Regions from separate parts of the Sus scrofa genome. Here all the other regions are linked to region 1. A link is a contact called in public promoter capture Hi-C data. All regions are on one chromosome and are shown on one strand. The core of a region is the stretch at or near the end of the contact, and the rest is flanking DNA. Distances in the headings are between cores, read along the strand shown. Region 1 holds the start of SUMF2 (sulfatase-modifying factor 2). Region 2 holds the start of LOC100626250 (cytochrome c oxidase subunit 6A2, mitochondrial). Region 3 holds the start of TRIM72 (tripartite motif-containing protein 72).

Region 1 (2,906 bases), core at 304-2,803:
AACCCTGACAACTAGCACAAGTGCACAATAATTATCCTCAAATAACTGAATGAACTCCTTCATACTTGCTGTTTGAATACCTCCCAAAATCATAGAACTAAAAGGATCTTTAATTCAACCCCCTCATCTGACAGGTGGAAACCACCACCCAAAAGGGAAAAAATGACTTAAAGAATTAGTTAACAGAAGATAGGACTACACCCAGGTCTCTTTACTTCCTGGTCACTGCCACTCCCAAAAGGCCACACTTCTCTGGCTTGATGTACTACTTTGCTAGGTTTCTATCTAAGGATGTCCAAGTACTTACTGTAAGTCCTCTAAAGGCAGAGCCCACATCTTTTCATGTTCTCCGGGAACCTATCTTTGACCCTCTTTTTATTCTGACACACTCACACTAATGAAGCTCATCCTCTTTTTGGGGGAAAAACTAGAGCAGGCAGGGAATTCTCAGATTAAAAAGGAATTAAGAAAGCACACACAACAGCAATACATCAACTTTATTTTGACACTAACTTAACATGTAAACTATAATTTATTTGTCTTTTTTTTTTTTTTTTTTTTTTTTACTATTTCTTTGGGCCGCTTCCGCGGCATATGGAGGTTCCCAGGCTAGGGGTCGAATCGGAGCTGTAGCCACTGTCCTACACCAGAGCCAAGCAACGCCGGATCCGAGCCGCGTCTGCAACCTACACCACAGGTCACGGCAACGCCGGATCATTAACCCACTGAGCAAGGGCAGGGATCGAACCCGCAACCTCATGGTTCCTAGTCGGATTCGTTAACCACTGCGCCACGACGGGAACTCCGTAAACTATAATTTAAAAACAACAATACGTGAATCTGAACACTAACTGGATGTTTAGTGATATTAAGGAGTACTGTTAAATTTTTTAGGTGAGAAAATGAACAATACTTTTTTTTCTTCCTGTGACTTGTCTTTTTGGCTATTCAAGCTGAGTATTTTCGGATAAAACTGTATATAACGTCTCGATTCACTCCAAAATGAATTTTCCAGGGGAAAGGGCGGGGGGGGGGGGGGATGTGTGTGGACCATCCACAAGAAACAAGACTAAAGCCATAAATTGGCAACCGTTTAAAGTGTGAAACAGGTAGGTGGGAGCGGGGGTGGTGGAAAGGCTCGTTTTGTTTTCACTTTTTTACGCTTAAAAGATTCCATAATAATAAAAATGAAACATAAATGTAATACAACAATATGAGTTGTCAAACACCTCGCCAAATTGGCTGCCCCAGAACGCGCCTCCGGCAGCTGCAAACCGGTGCAGGAGGCAGACAGAGGGGCCAGGACGAACTTTCCCCACCAGGGCCAAGCGCCCCACCCCTTTTCCAATGCTTCCCGAACCAAACGGCGCCAGGGCGGTGGGGCAGGCCAGCACACTGACCTAGTTCGAGCCAAGGACCGGAGAGGAGCGACAGCAGGGTCAGCAGCGGCGACAGCAAAGGACCCATGCCGAGGACACGAGCCCGGAATCACCACGCGCAGAGTACGCGGAACTGGGCGGGCCCTGCGGCGCACGCGCCCCGCTGGCTGCCGTACCCTGCGCGCGCAGGCGCACTACTCCCTTGAGCGCCCGGGTCTAGAAAATAGTCCGGTCCCAGATGAGGGTAGGGCCAGAGACGAGGACGGGTGATCAAGGACATTTTCTCAGGGTTACGGTTGAGAGGCCCTGCCATTCTAGAAGCCCCTTCACTGTCTTGTGAACCTTGGGTCGGGTTGATTTCCCTCCCTTTCGCGCCCTGGAATACCACCGCAAGACCACAGCAAAGGTTTCAGCTTAACATTTATTGCACACTCACTGCGAATCCTCAACACACAATGTTTAGCAACATACAACTTCACTTTCAAGGGCTTCAGAGATGTACCAGTGTTTTGTGGAAACATGTAGGAGGGAACAGTAATTTGGATGAAGACACTAGAGGGCTTGGGATGGCTATTTTAGCATAAATGTATGTCCCAAGGTATGAAAATATAGTCAGCCCGATATCTATTCATCTCACCTCATCCTTCACCACAGCTTCAGACATGCTTTTACTTCCGCTTTTTCTATTTTGTCACTTTGCACTTACCCTTTCCTTGCTTCTAGTTCACTCATCTTTCCACTATGACTTAACCTTTTTGGGGAGCATTTTAGCAAAGCTACTTCATTATTTCTATTTACTTATTTTTGGACGTGCCTACTGCACTTGGAAGTTCCCCTGCCGGGGATGGAACCTGTGCTTCAGCAGCGACACCAGATCCTTAACCCACTAAACCACCAGGGAACTCCAAAGCTACTTTAAAAGCTTGAAAAGTCCAATTGATCCAATAGTTTTATTCACTGGAATCTATACCAAGACAGGCATGAATGCTTTCAAAACCTTAAGTTACTTAAGTCTTATCTATATTAGCATAAAAACTTGAATGCTTAATGACAAGGAACTACTGGAGATAAATTAAAATACATACATGAGCAGAAATTATTAAACCATTAAAATTTGCTTTTCAAGGAATATTTAATAACAAGGTAGATGACATATGCTTAGTTAACATGTATTTTTATATCACTAAAGCTAAAGCAAAATGTCCTGTTCATTGGGTAAGTATGGCCTACTGTATGTGTGTGCACTGCAGTGCAATTTTTAAAATACTGTAATTATAATTTCAGAACTTCAGAATTTGAATAGGTGCCAGTGTTCTCTCCTTTTTTCATATGGGAAAAGAAAATCCTTTGAAGGTTGGGACAAAAATTCCACAGCTATATTCTTTGGATCACTCTCTGTACAGTCTTCATGATTCAGATGATACAAAGGAAGCTTCAATTCAACCTTTTAGAGAAGACATTCCAGCTCTCATGATCTCATCAACCAGGAGAATATTGGTGGCAATCACAGTGCTGAAAGGAGGGAAA
Region 2 (2,929 bases), core at 113-2,612, 270 kb after region 1:
GAGCCAGAGTAAGGGGAGATCAGAACCGCACCTACGATCTACACCACAGCTCATAGCAACGTGGGATCCTTAATCCACTGAGCAAGCCAGGGATCGAACCTGCATCCTCGTGGATCCTAGTCGGATTCGTTAACCGCTGAAGCACGAAGGGAACTCCCTATTCCAATTTTTTGAAGTAACTATTATTACACCATTTTACCATCCTAGCCTCGGATGAGTCTAGCTGACCGCAGAGCACACTTTCTGACCACCAGTTCATCAAATGGGACTTGCTCCTGCACAAGGCCAGACACAAGGCCTTAAGTGGAGAGTAAGAATCATTTGAAAGAGTCACTACATAATCCTTTGGCCTCCACCAGCCCAGAGGCGAGAGTGGTGCTCCACAGCCAGTAAGTAACTGCTTGTAATTATCTGATCTAGGAGGGCTAGGGTCTAATTTATAGAGAGCAGTGACATCACGGGTCATGACAGCTAAAGAGCGGGGGGGCGCTGTGCCGTCATAAAGCGCAGTCTTCCAGGCTACCACACACAGAACTCAAAGACTCTGCCCACGCCCAGAATAGGACACAAGTTCGGGTGGAATCCTAGGAAATGAGGGCGGAGCACTTACCCAATGGGAGTATGCCTCCGAGTCTGCGCACTTCAGCCCGGCACGCCCCTTCCGTACAGCAGTTGGCTAGGATGCTGAGCGCTAAGTCCAGCGTCTTGCGCAGGCGCGCTGGCGGAGAGGGCGTCGGTGATGACGAAGCTGCGGAGGGGGCGGGGCCCGGCGAGGGGGCGGGGCCAGAAGAAGCCGCTGACTCGACCGAAGAGGGGGTGGAGCCTGAGCCAGCCTGGGACAGGGCGGGACCCGCTGCAGCCGCTCGCCGTAGCAGAGCGAGAAGGGGGCGGAGCCCGCCGCGTGCCCGGAAGCGCTCGATTCCCCCCGCTGCCTTGACGTGGCGCGTGCGGAGGGCTAAGAGCGCGCGGCCCAAGGGTGTCTCGTTGGTAGCTGTGTCCTTTCCCCCACCTAGACCCTCCCCGGCCGCCGCCGTGAGCTGCGCGAGGCAGAACGAGAGCGAGTCCGTGGGGGTTGGCTTCGCGGCCGCCATCTTGGCTCAGGCTTAAGGCTCCGCCCCCCCTTCGCAGCGCATCCAAGAGAGCGGAACTGGAAGGAGGGGCGTGGCCAGGCACCTCCTCTCTGACGCTTTTTAAATAGCGCCGCCGCAGTAATTATGCCAGTCGGAAGTTGTAGTTCCCGATCCTTGGTGCTCTGACCTGCACAGTCGCAGAAGGCTCGACGAGAGTGGTGGTTATCTAATCGCTGTGCGTGCCTAAGAGGCGTGTGCGGCGCATGCTTGGATACGTAGTCCGCGCCAAGCGTAACATGCCCCGCGTAGGATAGTAGGCAACTCTCCCGGTACTCGAATGGGTCAGTGTCTCTGGAGAACCCAGATATCCGACTACGGAGTCTCAGTACTGTACTGCTCCAGGTGACTTGGCTACTCCGCCCCCAGAGTGTCCCCAGCGACAGCCTTTTCCTTCAGGCTCGCTTTGCCGTCCTCCCCGCCCCTCCAGCGGTGGCCGGGGCACCGAAGTCCGCGTTGATGAGCTCAGAACCCGAGCCAAGCAGAAGGTGTCACATTCCTCACAGCGGCTACAGATGGGAGCATTTGCTCCGTCAAGTGAACAAGAGGGTTAAAGCTATCGATACCGTTCGCTGCCACTTCCTAGAGCGGCAGGAGCTAGTGGACCTTTCCGTTTCCGGTGCTGGATTCCTGGGTCCTGAGTGTCTTCACCTCTTGTGCTTGAGGTTTGCTGGGCGAGGACCGGCCAAGGCCAAGTCAGTAAAGCAGGAGTGATTTATTAAGGCATCCCAAATAGATGGGCCGAGCTCAGGATGGCATCAGCAGCGATTGTGAGGAGTTGTTCTTCCCCACCCCCACCCCTTTTAGGGCCGCACCCTCGGCATATAGAAATTCCCAGGCTAGGGGTCCAATTGGAGCTGGAACTGCAGCTGCTGGCCTACACCACAACCACAGCAAGCGGGATCAAAACTGCGTCTGCGACCTACATCACAGCTCTCGGCAGGTCGGGATCCTTAACCCACTCAGCAAGGCCTGGGATCTAATCAGCATCCTCATAGACACTATGTCGGTTCGTTACTACCGGCCACTATGGGAATTCCGTGGAGATCTAGTTATAAAAGGCTGGTTGCCAGCAAAACGTGGAGGGAACAATGTGCGAGGGAGGAGGGTGGCAAAGGACGATAGCTTTCCCTCTCCATTTCTCCTGTCCGGATAAGTGCTGTAACCACCCTGCCTTGGGCAGGGATTGACTTAAGCAGGCAGGGTGGTTAATCGGGCGGGGTAGTTGATTGACTTAGCAGACAGGGTGGTTGATTCTTGGTCAGCGACTTTCTAATGTCATTGACCCGTGTTTCAAGTCCACCATCCCCCTGGGAACCTATCAGTTGAGGCACTAGCAAGTGTGGAAGCACTCTTTAAACACTGCGGCCTGGGTGCGCTGGGAGGAGGGGGAGTCAGCAACAATTCCTGGCCCTTCTTTTGCCTAGTTATGTACATGAGCTTGGACTCCATCCCGTTCTCTTTTTTCCTTTCGTTTTTTTTTTTTTTTTCTTTCTTTTTTGGCTGCCCCATAGCATATGGAGTTCCTGGGCCAGGGATCAGATCTGACCCATAGTTTTGACCACGCTGCAGCTGCAGCAACGCCAGATCCTTTAACCCACTGTGTCAGGCCAGGAATCCAACCTGAGTCTTGGTGCTGCAGATACCACCCATCTTGTTGCGCCACAGAGGGAACTCCTCGTTCTACCTCTGATCTCATCCAGTTCTGGGACTCAGGTTCCTCCTCTGAGCCTGGTGGGCCACAAAGAGGCTGGTGCTGTGCAGTGCATGTGTCCATGGTCTGGCAGTTGGATTCCTGCCCA
Region 3 (2,847 bases), core at 150-2,649, 450 kb after region 1:
CTCAGTCCTCCACAGTCCTGCTCTGCAGTTGTGCCCCCGCATCTCCGGGCGTGCTCCAGCGACCGCACCTGCCCCTCTAAGGCCTGTCTCCAATCTCTTCAAGGCTGAGTTCTCCTTCAGGCCCCGCCTTCAGCTCCCCAGGTCCCCTTCCCCTAGCCGCCCCGCCCGCGTCCCCCACAACTCCAGGCGCTCTGGGCCCTGAAGTTCAGAGGCCAAGTGGTGGCAGCGACCTCCAGATCAGCCGGGCCCAGGATCGGCCCCGACCGTTCCAGCGATCCCACCCAAACCCACCCTCCAGGACCCGCACCTTAAGGCGCGCATGGGCTTCGGCGGCGGGCAGCAGGCGGTGGCCGCGGTGCGAACCCAGCGAGGCGCAGACGCCGCACACGAGCACGCGGTCCTGCTCGCAGTAGATGCTGAGCGGGTCTAGGTGCTCCTCGCAGTGGCCCTGCGGCACCTGCGCCAGCCCCTCCACCAGGCGCGCCAGCTGCTGGTTGGTGCTGAGCGCCTGCGGCCGCGTGGGTACCTGGCAGCTGGGGCAGAGCACCGTGCCATCCGCGGCTGGCTCCCCTGCCACGCGGCCCAGGCAGGCGCGGCAGAAGCTGTGGCCGCACTCAGCCGTCACCGGCGCATCGAACAGCTGCAGGCACAGCGGACAGGACAGCTCCTGGTGCAGGAGGCCGGGCGCAGCTGACATGGCAGGCCTGGGGAGAGGAGAGGCCAGTCAGGGAGGCTAAGGGGGGCCTCGATCCGGCCCTGCCTGGCCCAGCCCGGCAGGGAGGAGACCCTGCCTATAAAGGCCTCTCATATCACACAGGAAGAAACTCCAGTTCTGGCCAAAGGGGGTAGGGGACTCTCTCTGTCCCACAGGCAGCCTCAACTGCCGTTCTCAGTCGGAGCCCCCCAAATAGCCCCTCTCAGGGGCCTGGTCCCAAGCCCAATTCCTAAACCCAAGGCTGGGTCGCAAATGGTTTCACCTGTCCTTCTCCTGAGCTAGCCCCAGGCCTGAGCCCCAACCCCAGATTCTCCAGGGCCTCTATCCCCTACCTCCGTCTCACTTCTCCAGGACCTGAAGCCCTCCCGTCCCCCACCCCACCCCCCACCCCCACCCCCCGCCACCCATTCCTAGGCCCACAGGACCCACAGGACTCACAGGTCTGGTTGGAGACGCTGGGCAAAAAGAGACTCCCCAAAGGCCCAGTCAAGGTCAGGCCAAACCGCAGGGGGTGGTCAGAACTGTATCTGAAGACAGACGAGAGGCAAGCAGCAAGCTCAGAGCCAGGACAAGGGACACCACGGGTGATGGGCACACAGTGAGTAGTAGACAGGCCCTCCCACAAGCCCTGGCCCCAGGACTATATTTAGCTGCCCTGCCCATCCCCTGCCATCACTTCTGGAAACCCTTCTAAAACCAGTCTAAAAGCGAAGACTGAGCAGTCATCCGACAAGCATCACATGTCAAGGCCACCTGTCCTGGCCCATCCCGCTACCCTTTCCCCTGCCCAGCCTGGAGCCAGAGCTCAGAGCCAGCAGACAGACAGGGAAAAGGCAGAAACAAGATTGGAAGGCGTCTCCCCTTTCTCTTCCACCTCCTCACTCTCAGTTCTCCCCCACACTCCCGTCCCTGCCTCTGGCCCCTTCCCCACCTTGTCACCCACATATTCCCCAAGCTTAAGGCTCTCCAAGGAATTCCCATCGTAGTTCAGCATAATGAACCCAACTAGTATACATGAGGACACAGGTTCAATCCCTGGCCTTGCTCAGTGGGTTCAGGATCTGGTGTTCCCGTGAGCTGTGGTGCAGGTCGCAGATGCAGCTCAGATCCCGAGTTGCTGTGGCTGTGGTGTAGGCTGGTGGCTACAGTTCTGATTCAACCCCTAGCCTGGGAACCTCCATATGCCACATGAGCAGCCTAAGAAATGGCAAAAAAAAAAAAAAAAAAGAAAAAGAAAAGAAAAAAACAAACAAACAAAAAACCAAAAGTCCTCATACTCCATTCACTCCTTCACCTCCCATCCCCCCACTCCGGCCTTGGCTTTTGGCACCTTCGGTCCCCTCTGCCTGGAACTTGTACCTTGTGTGCCTGCTCCCTTTCCTCCCTCAGATCTCCACCCCATGTCACTTTTCTCAGCAAGGCTTTTCCTAACTCCCTGATTTGAAATCTCACACCTCTATCCCGCTTTCTTTTTCTCCATAATGTTTAGCACCTGACTGGTATCCTGAGCTCAGGTCAACACCAGATACTTAACCCACTGAGGCCAGGGATCGAACCTGCAACCCTCATGGATACCAGTCAGGTTCATTACCATTGAGCCACAATGGCAACTCCAAGGTCTTCTTACTCCAGCATTTGGGGAAGTAAATAAATCTCGCCAGGAGCCAGATGGGTCCTAGCCTCCACTTTTATGATTTGTCTCCGAGTTCTAGGGCTCATTCCTTCTTGAATGCTCAAAGTTCCTGCATGTTGCATGCTGGCCTGCTTAGGAGGCTGCTCCGGGCTTCCTGGCACCTTGGGGGCTTGACCTAGGAACTTCGTTCAGGCTATACTCACTTAGGCCTCTCAGGAAGAGATAAGAGAAGTTTAATTACTCTTTTGGATCACGGCAATTAACTATATAAATGAACTACAGATTTAATTCTCCTGGTTATTCGAAAAATCTTAGGAGCTGAGTCTCACATAGAATTTGACCTTCTTGCAAACTAGTTACACATAAAACCATGTTCACAGCTGTGGCAAAGCCAGATCCTTAACCTACGGTGCCTGGCCAGGGGTCAAAGCTGCGACCAACTGATCCTGTTTCACCACAATGGGAACTCCATCCCTGATATGAATTTAGATTTTTTTTT

What was found. Promoter capture Hi-C pulls out the DNA fragments that hold promoters and counts their contacts.
Region 2: a contact with region 1 is called in a promoter capture Hi-C map of fetal liver, with 2.4 times the contacts expected there. The contact joins the promoter of LOC100626250 here to the promoter of SUMF2 in region 1. A contact is called at or near these places in 2 of 5 promoter capture datasets (fetal liver and liver), 1 of 47 Hi-C or Micro-C datasets (heart right ventricle) and 2 of 2 datasets of contacts at active chromatin or transcription factors (alveolar macrophages and skeletal muscle).
Region 3: a contact with region 1 is called in a promoter capture Hi-C map of fetal liver, with 2.2 times the contacts expected there. The contact joins the promoter of TRIM72 here to the promoter of SUMF2 in region 1. A contact is called at or near these places in 1 of 5 promoter capture datasets (fetal liver) and 1 of 47 Hi-C or Micro-C datasets (embryonic fibroblasts).

The regions. Positions count from the first base shown.
Region 1 is chr3:16,842,020-16,844,925 of Sscrofa11.1, forward strand. It overlaps SUMF2 (sulfatase-modifying factor 2), which reads right to left and starts at 1,554. Exons shown (of 9, transcript XM_021086361.1): 1 at 1,401-1,554. The coding sequence starts at 1,467. It overlaps CCT6A (T-complex protein 1 subunit zeta), which reads right to left. Exons shown (of 14, transcript XM_005662018.3): 14 at 1,782-2,891. The coding sequence ends at 2,819.
Region 2 is chr3:17,107,261-17,110,189 of Sscrofa11.1, forward strand. LOC100626250 (cytochrome c oxidase subunit 6A2, mitochondrial) reads left to right here and starts at 1,363. Exons shown (of 8, transcript XM_021086396.1): 1 at 1,363-1,822. It overlaps ARMC5 (armadillo repeat-containing protein 5), which reads right to left and starts at 1,263. Exons shown (of 6, transcript XM_021086388.1): 1 at 611-1,263. The coding sequence starts at 1,091.
Region 3 is chr3:17,296,442-17,299,288 of Sscrofa11.1, forward strand. TRIM72 (tripartite motif-containing protein 72) reads right to left here and starts at 1,400. Exons shown (of 7, transcript XM_003124494.5): 1 at 1,154-1,400; 2 at 308-704. The coding sequence starts at 697.